Linked DNA regions of Zea mays: region 1 is linked to region 2. The links are chromatin contacts, called in public Hi-C maps. All regions are on one chromosome and are shown on one strand. The core of a region is the stretch at or near the end of the contact, and the rest is flanking DNA. Distances in the headings are between cores, read along the strand shown. Region 1 has its middle 82 kb from the start of LOC103642555. Region 2 has its middle 21 kb from the start of LOC118473561.

The links. Hi-C and Micro-C count contacts between places; a contact is called where the count stands out from the background.
Region 1: a contact with region 2 is called in a Hi-C map of leaf, with 3 times the contacts expected there. The contact joins two enhancer-like sites. A contact is called at or near these places in 2 of 25 Hi-C or Micro-C datasets (both in leaf).

The regions. Positions count from the first base shown.
Region 1 is chr10:81,240,087-81,246,226 of Zm-B73-REFERENCE-NAM-5.0, reverse strand. No RefSeq gene overlaps it. Among protein-coding and RNA genes, the nearest start is that of LOC103642555, 82 kb to the left of the region's middle. Within about 2 kb of position 3,141, at least 7 of the 20 cell types and tissues checked have an H3K27ac peak or open chromatin away from gene starts, as enhancers often do. A contact at or near this core is called in leaf, where this site is marked.
Region 2 is chr10:81,086,920-81,093,454 of Zm-B73-REFERENCE-NAM-5.0, reverse strand. No RefSeq gene overlaps it. Among protein-coding and RNA genes, the nearest start is that of LOC118473561, 21 kb to the right of the region's middle. Within about 2 kb of position 1,819, at least 16 of the 20 cell types and tissues checked have an H3K27ac peak or open chromatin away from gene starts, as enhancers often do. A contact at or near this core is called in leaf, where this site is marked.

The DNA.
Region 1 (6,140 bases), core at 1,892-4,391, 150 kb before region 2:
ACGACATGTAGGTGGGGCACATTTCCCAAATATACCAAGCAAAATAGTCTTGTCACATATGTCAAGAAATTCACGTGCGTTAGCCACACTATTTGGCAGGTTATACTCTATCATATTGCACAACTTCATGTATTATGCAGATTGTGCAACACTTCAGGTTCTACATCATGGAATAGAGAGATATATTTAAATATAGGTGGAATTTTTACCTTTCCCTTTCTCACACATTCCATGATGCTTGCCTTCTTCCTCCTCTAGCCTATGTCACACCTAGTTTTGAAGGACCAAAACCATGTGATAATCAAATGTGCGCCTGGATTAACTTCTAGACATGTAATCATCTTAATTAATGGTAACCAAATACCATGGACGAAAATATTATAGTTATTACATCTCATCAAAGTATAATAGCATAAGTATAGTGTATAACATTACTAAATTGTGACAATAATGACTCCATCATGCCACGGGAATGCAAGGACCCTTGGTTGGCTTTAGTTGTTAGCATACTTGAGGCACTAGGGGGCCTAAGGTCATATCGACCAAGGTCCTCGAGACACATGGGTGCCCAAAGCCTTAATGGTGAGATCCCCCAAGACACGAGAGGCCTTGGTATGCCTTATCAATTAGTTGTTCTAGGGCCCATGGTGGCTATGAGGTCACGTCGGATAGGCCCCTAAGACATAAGGGCCCTTGGTGGCCCTACCTAACAGGTGCATGAGTGGAGCCCTATGGAGGCCTCAAGGGTCCAAGATCATATATGACCTTTGAGGGTAAGCTTGGTAAACTTACTCATGGTATACAAGTATTCTTTTGATAGGATCCTTGTGCGTGTCATGCCAATGGCAGGGGATATGCCTTTCCCTTGGCAATGACAGATAATTATTGACAACAATTGTGGACTAACATTTTATTTGATTGTGTTTCTAAAGGAAGCAACATGGATGTCATGGTGGATATGATATAAAGCATGTTTGATAAGCTCAAGTATTATATGGCATGATGCTAAAGGTTATAGCAAGGCTTGGCTACAATAAATAGTGGAAAAGTGAAGGACAATTTAGAGGCTTGAGTACGATAGGTCATTGCGGTAGTGAAGTGCGAGTATATAGCTTGGCATTGATGGACCAAGATAACGATGAAGAGCGAGCAAGGCTTAGGCCAATGGATTATTTGTGTGAACAAACCAAAGTGTTGATGATGTATAATTTATGGTTTGATGGAAAATTTACGCTTGTGGGCATTAACTGGGAGGTAAATGGATTTGCACAACGCAAATGTATGAAATGTGGGATATTTCATTTCTCCAGCCATGAGGTGGTTAGAGAAGTTTAAGATGCATTTTAAACTTCTATTAGCCTAGTCGTCTAATGAGTACATTTCCATAGAGCCACTAAGCCGTAACCTTAGTCTTTATGGCCTATTTATTTTAGATTTATACTAGCTTATACCAGCCATAAGATAAATAAGTAATTTAGTTGTTGAGCTAGCATTTGAAAAACAATTAAATCGCTTTTGAGAAAATATAGTAAAAGTTGCAAAGCACATTGTTAGAAGTTTTTCTTGATTCTGATGTGCTGAGAAACTTAATATAAATTACAAATGTCAATATAAAAGGCCAACAACCAGAAACCAAAAGCCAACTTTTGAGCCAAAAGGCCAAAAACTACTGCTCAAATAAACATACCCTTGGTATGCCGATTGTTTAATGCTTCCATTTTCCAATATAATGGTCAGATCATCTAGTGCATGCATTGTTGTACAATTCCTTTACACAACATCATTGGTTGGACTCCAACTCATTTGTTAGATGTGTGCTTTTCCCTCGACGGAAGATTGTCCCTTTAACGCACTTTCTTTTGTTCTCACCTCAAACTTCATATGAACTTAGATTGAGATAAAACTTGTTCTATTGGATTCCTTGCACCATAAACTAGTTCATGAAGATCACACCACCATGCATGCTTGAACATTTGGTTGAGTCTTTTCACACATGACTCCCTATTATAGATCCTAACTCTTAAAACGGTTCTTAGTCCTTGAGTTTTCGCTTGAGTTACCTGACTCCTCATGATCCACTTGATCTTAAGTCCATGATCATTTTACTTTCGAGATCTTTGACTATCTAATCATCAACCGTTGAGGTTGTCACCATTCTTCATGTATTGTGGCCTCGATCCTCCCATCTAAACGCTAGCGACACATGCTAAAGATTTCGTCGATTCGCTTCTTCATCAATTCTTGAGAACAATCCTTAATCTTCATGCTTTGTTACCTAACATAGACCTATTTCTCCTAAACACACATAATATACAAAAAAATCAAGTTTGTCATTCACCACTAAAATCACTTACCTAAGGGGTCTTGAAGTTTTCACTCCTATGTGTGGTACAACCTCCACTACGGTAGAGGGAGAGAGGACTTGAAGGAGGAGGTAGGCTGAATGTACTCACTGGAACGAGATCTGTCACTGACATGCTTCATCCTTTACAATAGTAGGCATCATACTCCATAGATCTAGGCCCAATATAAAGTTTTGTGCCACTCAGTTCCCTATGCTAGTTCGCTACCTCCTTATACCGCCCTCAACCACCTGCCTAAGGATGAGTGGATTTTGTACGAGGAGGAACATCACCCTGGGATCTAGCTATAGAATTGGTGTGAGAGTAATAGAGCGGGCACGAAGAAAGACTCGGTTGTGGGCCGAGTCAAGAGAGAGAGAGATAGAGGGATCAAGTAGGCCTAGTCTAGGGACTTAGGGAGAGAAAAACCTCAAGGCTCCGATATATATATTTGTGAATGAGATCGACTAAGATTGTACTTTAATATGTTTTCATAAACGAGTAAATTAAGATACATGTCCTTAAATTTATTTAATTTTTAGAGGTGTGTGTCTTCAATTGTTTGTCCGCATCTAAAAATGTGAATGAGATGTTTCCTAAAATATTTTTTTATATAGTAGTGTAATTACTGCTCAGCACATAGATTAATCAAAGTCGCATTATCTACATACTTTAATACGTTACATCAACGCGATGTACACGCATGGTATACATAGACGACACAGTCAACGTGGCACTAGTGATCGTTGAGCTATTTTGCGCATGTGGGGGCTTGACGTTGATGACCAGAAAAAAAGACTATCTGCCGACCTTGGTAACATTATTTCCGGATATGGAAAGAGACAGCAGGTCATCGCCACACTAGCTGCTAGGGATGGATTCAGATAAGATTCGCACGGATATGAATTTAAATACCACTGTTTAATATTTTTAATTCAAGTAAAAATACATATATTATCAGATACTAATGCAAAAAAGTTAAAGTATCTCAAATTCGAATTCAAATCGATATCTATTTGATTCGAAGATATAACATGCATCTAGCGAAAGGACATCTAGCCGAATTGGTTAGATGGTGTCTCAGCTCTGAGTTCGAATCCTAATGAAATTAAATTTTAGACCGAGGTTAAAGTAAGTTATTCATTGGTTCCCTAGTTGTGCGTACATAAGATAGACTGGCCTATAAGAGACAGATCCTCGTGTTAGGGTTAGGAGGGCTCAAACCACGAGTAAAAGATCACGGACATTTTTTCCCTTATCGGCCTATTTTGCTCATCGATATTTTTTAGTATAATAAAATCGGTGTAAACGATGAGATTCAAAATATAGCTATATAACACCGTAGATAAAGACAACTATAAAAAACAAAAATATTTTAGAAAATGATCCGGATATTTTAAAGTGTATATAAATTCCAATGCAAATTCACCAAAGTTTACTTGTCACTTTGACTTGTGTGTGTGGTTTGCACTTGCACCGAAAGTCGTCAAATCTGGAGTTGACCTATGTGAGAATGGCACACACGCATGACACACCACGTGGTGACACGTACATGCACCAGCATGTAGCAAAACACTATGCATCGGTGTATAAACCCTTCTGCCGCCACTCTTTTTTACCTGTCGCTTTGAACGCGTGCTTCTATACTTTATTGTGAAAGGACAATTTTTTTCGTCTCTTTTTTTATACGCTTCTTTCCAAAAAAAAATCCGGTGAATTTTTTACGTGATGATATGATGTGAGACAAGAGGGCACCATTTAGTTAGTTTGGTCTCTTTTGATAATTTTTGAAAAGGTGATTATTTTGGTTGGACATGTCACTAATTCTCAATATTATGGCAGAATAAAACCATGACACTACATATACAACAGAAAGCTTAACGCCTGTTTGTTTACCGTAAAGCTTAAAGCCATGTTTGTTTACCCTCTAGATTATGTATCCAGCTTAAATAAGTTAAGAGACAAAACAAAAAATAAAACAACACAAATTATTAGATGAATTATATAATCTAGATACCTAGATATTATGATAATCCATAAATAGATTATTAGGTGTTTATATAATTCATAAGCTAGATTAGAAAGACAACAAACATGGCCTTAGCTAGGCTGTGTTTGTTTACCCTCTAGATTATATAATCCAGCTTAAATAAATTAAGAGACAAAGAAACAGAACAAATTATCAGGTGGATTTATTTAATCTAGATATCTAGATTAAGGAGGTGTTTGGTTTATAGGGACTAAGTTTTAGTCTCTCTATTTTATTGCATTTTAGTCTCTAAATTGTCAAATACGGAAACTAAAACTCTATTTTAGTTTCCGTATTTGATAATTTAGGAACTAAAATAAAATAAAATAAAATAAAGAGACTAAAAATTAGTCCATGGAAAACAAACATCTTTAATTATGATAATCTATAAGTAGATTATTAGATGCTTATATAATCTATAAACTGGATTAGTATAATCCTAGAATGAAACAAACATAGAGTTTAGTTGGTTCCTTTTAGTGGAACCTCCGGTGCTCGTATTTTTCTAGATTTATTTAAAAATCTAAGGATTATTTTTTTTTTGACAGACGTCGTGTTCATATCTTATATGTGCATGAATGTCAATATCTATACAGTACAGTTAAAAAACAAAAAAAAACTTACTTTTGTGATAAAGAAGATGAGTTCATAAAGGATTGAGCGCATATTTTCTCAGCTGATGGTGTCCAATGCCCATTGTTTGAGCTCATGCCCATAGATGCACTATCACCAACACGGTTCTTGTTAATGCATTGGTATCATTTTATCATCTCCTGTCGCCACAAATGTAGTACTCCCCTGTCCACCCAAAGAAACTTGTCTCTTAGGATAAGACTAGGCAAACCTTTGAACAAGCATCAATAACTATTACATTATTGAGTTCCAAAAAAATTGTAAGTTATACTTGTTAATTTGTATTTATAATACTTAGATTTTTTTGTTTGAAGGATGCTAAGAATAATTATAGAAGGAATAAGAAGACCACACAAAGTAAATTGTGTCAAATATTTGTGATTGGAGATGATAGCATTTATTCTCGTAAAAACATAACACTCGTCCTTTTCCCTCAAAAGATACTCTTTAGGGCTAGTTTAGAAAATCAAATTCCCTCAAGAACTTATTCGTTTGTATAGAGATTAATTGAGGGGATTAAATCTCTTTATATTCAATTTTAAGTAGCAAGAGATTTAATCCTCTCTTCAATCCAATGCTAACCGAACAATGTCTGAAGATTGAAGATGATTGAGGGGAGAATTAATTCATTTCCACATCAACCCCCTCCAATCCACAAGGAGATTTGAGTTTCCAAATTAGCCCTTAGCATTTATATAACTGCAAGTGCTTCAAATCAAATGATCATAGATTTGTTCCATTTGCACATTGATTACAAAGCTGTGGCCCTCCCTCCCTCCCTCTCTCTCTCCATGAAGCTACCCTTTTGGAACACTTGGTGACGATTAAGATATATAGAAGGAACACCAAAAGCCAGCTTTAAAGCATGTGGCTTTCCCCTTTATTCTTACAGGGAGAAAAGATATAAAAAAAAGCAACAGACATTTATATATGCCAGGCCCGAAGCCTACTGCATGATATCTCTATCTTGTCTGTTTCTTTGCAGGTTTCCTAAACTGCACAATCTCTTGGATGCTGCAAAGAGCAATCGGGGCCTCCCGAAGTGTACTATATGTGTGTATGTCTAATTCTCTCTATGCATGTGTATGGCTTTCATTGGGAGGGAATTGATGGCTTTACACTTTAAGTGGCACATT
Region 2 (6,535 bases), core at 570-3,069:
TCGCCAGATCGCGCGTACCCGTCGCATGGTGGGGCCACCTCGTGCTCGGAATATTTTAATCGTTTCTCGGCAACGAGCTCACGGAAGGTGTTTTCGGACCTTCGGCATTCCGAAGCCTAGGACAATTTTTCACGGATCAAGCTCGTTACGAAAAACGATCTAGCACCGCGAAGGGGCTACTATTGGGGTCCTGCTTCGTCGCTGAAGGTCCTGTAAGAAGAAACACCTTCAGAAGATCAACACAGAAGCAACACCGAAGTTATTATCCGGGGAGCTTCGGCATAGTGACACGCCTTGAGACGAAGGGTGGCACCGACTTAAAGATGAAAAGACCGATTGGCCCATTATAATTTGTGTCATGATTGTAACCAGTTATAAAGGACATGAATGTAAATCCACACAGGCTGCGCCCTGTGCCTATAAATGGATGAACAGTACCCTGTACTGTTCACGCTGATTTATACTCGCTTGTGCAACACGCTTGTACTTTCTGTCTTCTGTCAAGCCGAAGGTACAAATGTAATTCAATATTGCTCTTATTCATTTATAATTATATAAAAAATACATATTATGATGTCATATAATTATCCATGTTATTTCTCATATTTCATATGCTTCGTCTTTCGTTGATATATACTGTGATGATGAAGGTACGTCATTCATAACCTTCGTCCGAAGATCGTTATATCCTGATTGGGGAAATAATGCTTCGAAGGACGAAGGACATTAACCATTAACCTATTTTTGTGTTGCCTTGTTCTTAATTCATAGCATTTGAGAACAAGTCACCAACCGTAATATAATTTTATAAATTCAAAATTTGTTCAGGAGATTGGTGAACGAGGATGCTGTCAGCTGTACGTGTTGGTCAATGCATATGCACGAGAGATGACCTGAGTAGTCAAACAATTAAATAAAGCCACAAGATGTTATTGCTTTTGAAGATAGCTAGTTCCTCTCTCTCTCTCCCCCACTAGGTCTATTAAACTGCACAAATTGTTGTAGACACAATGCATGATAGAGATGGGTCAACTCGAAGCTAGCTAGCCTTCAGTCAATCGTCCTTAAAAAGATTGTATATGGCCAGCATTTCTTCACCAACGGAGAGAGGCCGGCGGGAAGAAGAAGAAAAAAAAAACGAGAGAAACCAAAAAGAAGTCCAGGCCCGGGGGTTGTATAATTAAGACCGGCGGCGGGGGAAAAAAGGCATAGCACATTTCCTTAGCACCATGTTTATTTGAAATAAAGAGCTGGGCTAGCTGCATCCCAAGTGGTAGCTATAGTAGACATTATTTACCAACTCAGCACGCACGCACGCACGCACGCAGCAGTGCAAAGACAAAACGTACAATCCAACTGAACAAACACACAAGCAGAGCATCCTACATGCATGTCGAAAGCAGGTCGAAAAGCAGCACGCATTTTCTCTCCTCTGACGAATTAACGAAGCAGGTGCCATGCATGTTGTTGGGTTTTTTTTTTTCCAAAGCAGATGAGTATAGCTAGCCATGCATGCGACGATCCGAAAGACTGGACGGAGAAAACTGGTAGCAGCAGACAGCTAGTAGCATTGTGACCCCATGGATCCGGCCGGCCCACGCACTAAACCCGTCGTCGTCGATCGGAGTATAATCATGATTAGGTCCAACCCAAAAGCTCCTGAGAGGACAATCATGCTTATCCCTGGGCCCCGGGCCCGCGCGCCCGCCCCGTCGATGTGTCAATGCCGGACTGGCGCGCGCGCGTGACGTGTCCGCCACGCGCGCGCCACGTTGGCACGCGCGCGTGCATCCTAGCTAGCCGCCCGTGTCCCGTTGAGGGCTGGAGAGAGAGAGAGTTGTAGTAGGCTGGACTGCTGGAGGCGACTCGTGATCGACTGGTGTGTGGTGGGTATGGGCACTGCACCCCTCTCGCTGCTGGCCATGCAAACCGTGCTCAGGTCGTCGCTCATTCGTACGTCCACTCGATCGTTAGTGGTGGCCGGAAAGCTAGCAGAGAAGAAAGAAAGGTGGCGCCGGCCGGCCGGGTCTCGTTTCGCCACCTTTCTTAAGATGTCTGTGTGTGTGTCCCTCTCTCTCTCTCTATCTCCCTCCAACAAGGTCGCCGTCGTCGTCGTCCACAAAGCATCGGAAGCATCCAGCGGCAGCAGGCAGCAGCATGTGAGAAGCATATGCACGTATATTGAGTGGCGCAGCAGACGTACTACGTCTAGATCGATCAGGAGAGGGTCGTCGCGCGCCTATGTATCGACCGGTGCTTGTGCTTTTGTGGGAGCCAGATCGACCACGTACGTCCTGTCGTCTCTCTCTCACCGTCCTCACGTGTGCGGATCACTGCACGAGGATCGGAGTCCTTCTCTGTCTTTTTCAACTTGCCCCGTGCATGCTACCTTATTAGCTTTCTTTCGACCGTCTTTATATATATATATATATATATATATATATATATATATATATATATATATATATATATATATATATATATATATATATATATATATATATATATATATATATATATATATATATATATATTATATATATATATATTGTATATTAGGAGTCATTAGCTTCCAATAACTAGAGGAAGCCCAGGTCAGACACCGGATCAGATTCAGACGTCTATAAAAGAAAATCTAGAGTGCTAGGATTCAGTTTTTTACGCCTCATCCTGATTCATTAGCGACGGCGGTTGCCCGATAGCGCGCGCGGCGGTGGACCCCCGGCCAGTGGCTACGGTGGTCGTGGCTCCCCGACCTCGATGTGCGGTGGCTGTGGTGGCCGCGGCTCCCCGACCTCGACGTGCGGTGGCGGTGATTCTTCGATCCGGAGTAGAGGCGGCGTCGGCTCCCCGATCCAGAGGGCTAGCGACGGCAGTGCCCTTGTGCGGGCAAGCGGCGGCGTCCCCGGGGCCCCGAGACGGCGGCACTTCCAAAGGCCGACGAGCAAGCGACGCCCCCTCGATGTGCGAGTAGCAACGGCGACACACGAGACGCGAGGTTCGAGCGGCGTCACGGAAGGTGCGAGGTGCGCGCAGCGACGATCGCGCATGACATCCTCCGATCCGGCGCAGTTCGGCCGCCCCAAATGACGACATACATCTGTGCTTATGTCGTCGACGACGTCCTCCGGCGACTACCTCCTTCGATTTGTGTTTTTTTCAACTATTGTGTTTTATGTCTACCACATATATTATTTACGCTAAAAACTGTACGATTTTATGCTTGAACACGAAGTTCGTATATCAGTTTGATGCATGCGTATTTTTTGCATGCACATTGGAAAAACAATTCTTTGATTTATAATGTTCGTAATTTACGCGCATGCAATGAAAACTCCCACGATTTTGCCATAATTTTTGGATCTGTATAAAAATAGAAACTGCATGCATATGGCTGCCATGTTTTTCGGATCTGTCATAAAAATAGGATCGTAATAACAACCTATTAGAGCTATCAACCTCTCACATTGACTCGGTATTTACGCTTATAATTGATGGATTTTATGCTCAAAACTTAAGGTTTTTACGCTCCACCCAGAGATGTGTCCACCAGTGAACAACATGTCAATTTTTTACGTAGTGTAAGGAATTGCATAAATACCTACAAATGTGTAGTATAATTTGTATCAGTATATATCATAAACTAGTTCTAATGCGTTTAGCTGCATGGCTGTTGGAGGGATCCTATATTTATGAAGGAAATAAAACATTAAATGCGATTTTTTTGTTTCTATATATGCAATTCATTTTCTTTCATTGCATATTCTTTCCATCATAAATTCGTGTGCATGCAGCTGGTAGCAGATTTTTACGCAGTAAACCGAATTGCATAATTATCTACACAGTGTAGCATATTTAGTATCAGTATATATCATAAAATGATCATTATGAGTTTAGCTACATGAATGTTGCAGCGATTCTAAATTTATAGAGGAAATAAAGCATTTAAAATAGAAACCGCCAATATCTTTCCTAAATTTAGGCGCATGCAAGGGAACGTGTTTTACTCATGCATGCATTTTGTCATAATTTTTGGAATTGTATAAAAATAGAAACTGCATGCATGTGGCTGCCATGTTTTTTGGATCTGCAATAAAAATAGGATTCTAATAACAACCTACTAGAGGTATCAACCTCTCACATTGGCTCGGTATTTACGCTTATCATTGAGGGATTTTATGCTCAAAACTTAAGGTTTTTATGCTCCAACCCGGAGATTCGTTCACCAGTGAACAACATGCCAGATTTTTACGCGGTGTACCGAATTGCATAAATACCTACACCGCGTAGTATAATTTGTATCAGTATATATTATAAACTAGTTCTAATGTGTTTAACTGCATGGTTGTTGAAGAGATCCTATATTTATGAAGGAAATAAAACATTAAATACAATTTTTTGTTTCTATGCGTGCAATTTATTTCCTTTCATTGCACATTCTTTCCATCATAAATTCGTGTGCATGCAGCTGTTAACAAATTTTTATGCAGTATACCGAATTGCATAATTATCTACACATTGTGGCATACTTAGTATCAGTATATATCGTAAAATGGTCCTTACGTGTCTAGCTGAATGTCTGTTGCAGCGATCCTAAATTTATGGAGGAAATAAAGCATTTAAAATAGAAACCGCCACACGTATCTTTCCTAAATTTACGCGCATGCAAGTGAATATGTTTGACTCATCCATGCATTTTGCCATAATTTTTGGATCTGTATAAAAATAGAAACCGCATGCATGTGGCTGTCATGTTTTTCGGATCTGCAATAAAAATAGAATCCTAATAACAACCTACTAGAGGTTATCAACCTCTCACGTTGGCTCGGTATTTACACTTATCATTGAGGAATTTTATGCTTAAAACATAAGGTTTTTATGCTCCAACCCGGAGATGTGTTCACTAGTGAACAACATGCTAGATTTTTACGCAGTGTACCGAATTGCATAAATACCTACACCGCGTAGTATAATTTGTATCAGTATATATCATAAACTAGTTCTAATGTGTTTAGCTGCATGGCTGTTGGAGAGATCCTATATTTATGAAAGAAATAAAATATTAAATACGATTTTTTGTTTCTATGCGTGCAATTTATTTCCTTTCGTTGCACATTCTTTCCATCATAAATTTGTGCGCATGCAGCTGGTAACAGATTTTTATGCAGTATACTGAATTACATAATTATCTACACAGTGTAGCATATTTAGTATTAGTATATATCATAAAATGGTTCTTACGTGTATAGCTGCATGTCTGTTACAGCGATCTTAAATTTATGGAGGAAATAAAGCATTTAAAATAGAAACTGACACACATATCTTTCCTAATTTACGCGCATGCAAGAGAACGTGTTTAACTCATGCATGTATTTTACCATAATTTTTGGATATGTATAAAAATAGAAACCGCATGCATGCGGCTGCCATGTTTTCGGATCTGCAATAAAAATAGGATCCTAATAACAACCTACTAGAGGTATCAACCTCTCATATTGGCTCGGTATTTACGCTTATCATTGAGGGATTTTATACTCAAAACTTAAGGTTTTTATGCTCCAACCCGGAGATGCGTTCACTAGTGAACAACATGCTAGATTTTTACGTGGTGTACTGAATTGCATAAATACCTACACCGCGTAGTATAATTTGTATCAGTATATATCATAAACTAGTTCTAATGTGTTTAGCTGCATGGCTGTTGGAGAGATCCTATATTTATGAAAGATCTACACTGTGTAGCATATTTAGTATCAGTATATATCATAAAATGGTTCTTACGTGTCTAGCTGCATGTCTGTTGCAGCGATCCTAAATTTATGGAGGAAATAAAGCATTTAAAATAGAAACCGCCACACATATCTTTCCTAATTTACGCGCATGCGAGGGAACGTGTTTGACTCATGCATGCATTTTGCCATAATTTTTGGATCTGTATAAAAATAGAAACCGCATGCATGCAGCTGCCATGTTTTTCGGATCTGCAATAAAAATAGGATTCTAATAACAACCTACTAGAGGTATCAACCTCTCACATTGGCTCGATATTTACGCTTATCATTGAGGGATTTTATGCTCAAAACTTAAGGTTTTTATGCTCCAACCCGGAGATGCGTTCACCAGTGAACAACATGACAGATTTTTACGCAGTGTACCGAATCGCATAAATACCTACACCGCGTAGTATAATTTGTATTAGTATATAACATAAACTAGTTCTAATGTGTTTAGCTGCATGGCTGTTGGAGAGATCCTATATTTATGAAAGAAATAAAACATTAAATACGATTTTTTGTTTCTATGCGTGCAATTTATTTCCTTTCATTGCACATTCTTTCCATCATAAATTCGTGCGCATGCAGCTGGTAACAGATTTTTATGCAGTATACCGAATTGCATAATTATCTACATAGTGTAGCATATTTAGTATCAGTATATATCATAAAATGGTCCTTACGTGTCTAGCTGCATGTCTGTTGCAGCGATCCTAAATTTATGGAGGAAATAAAGCATTTAAAAATAGAAACCATCACAG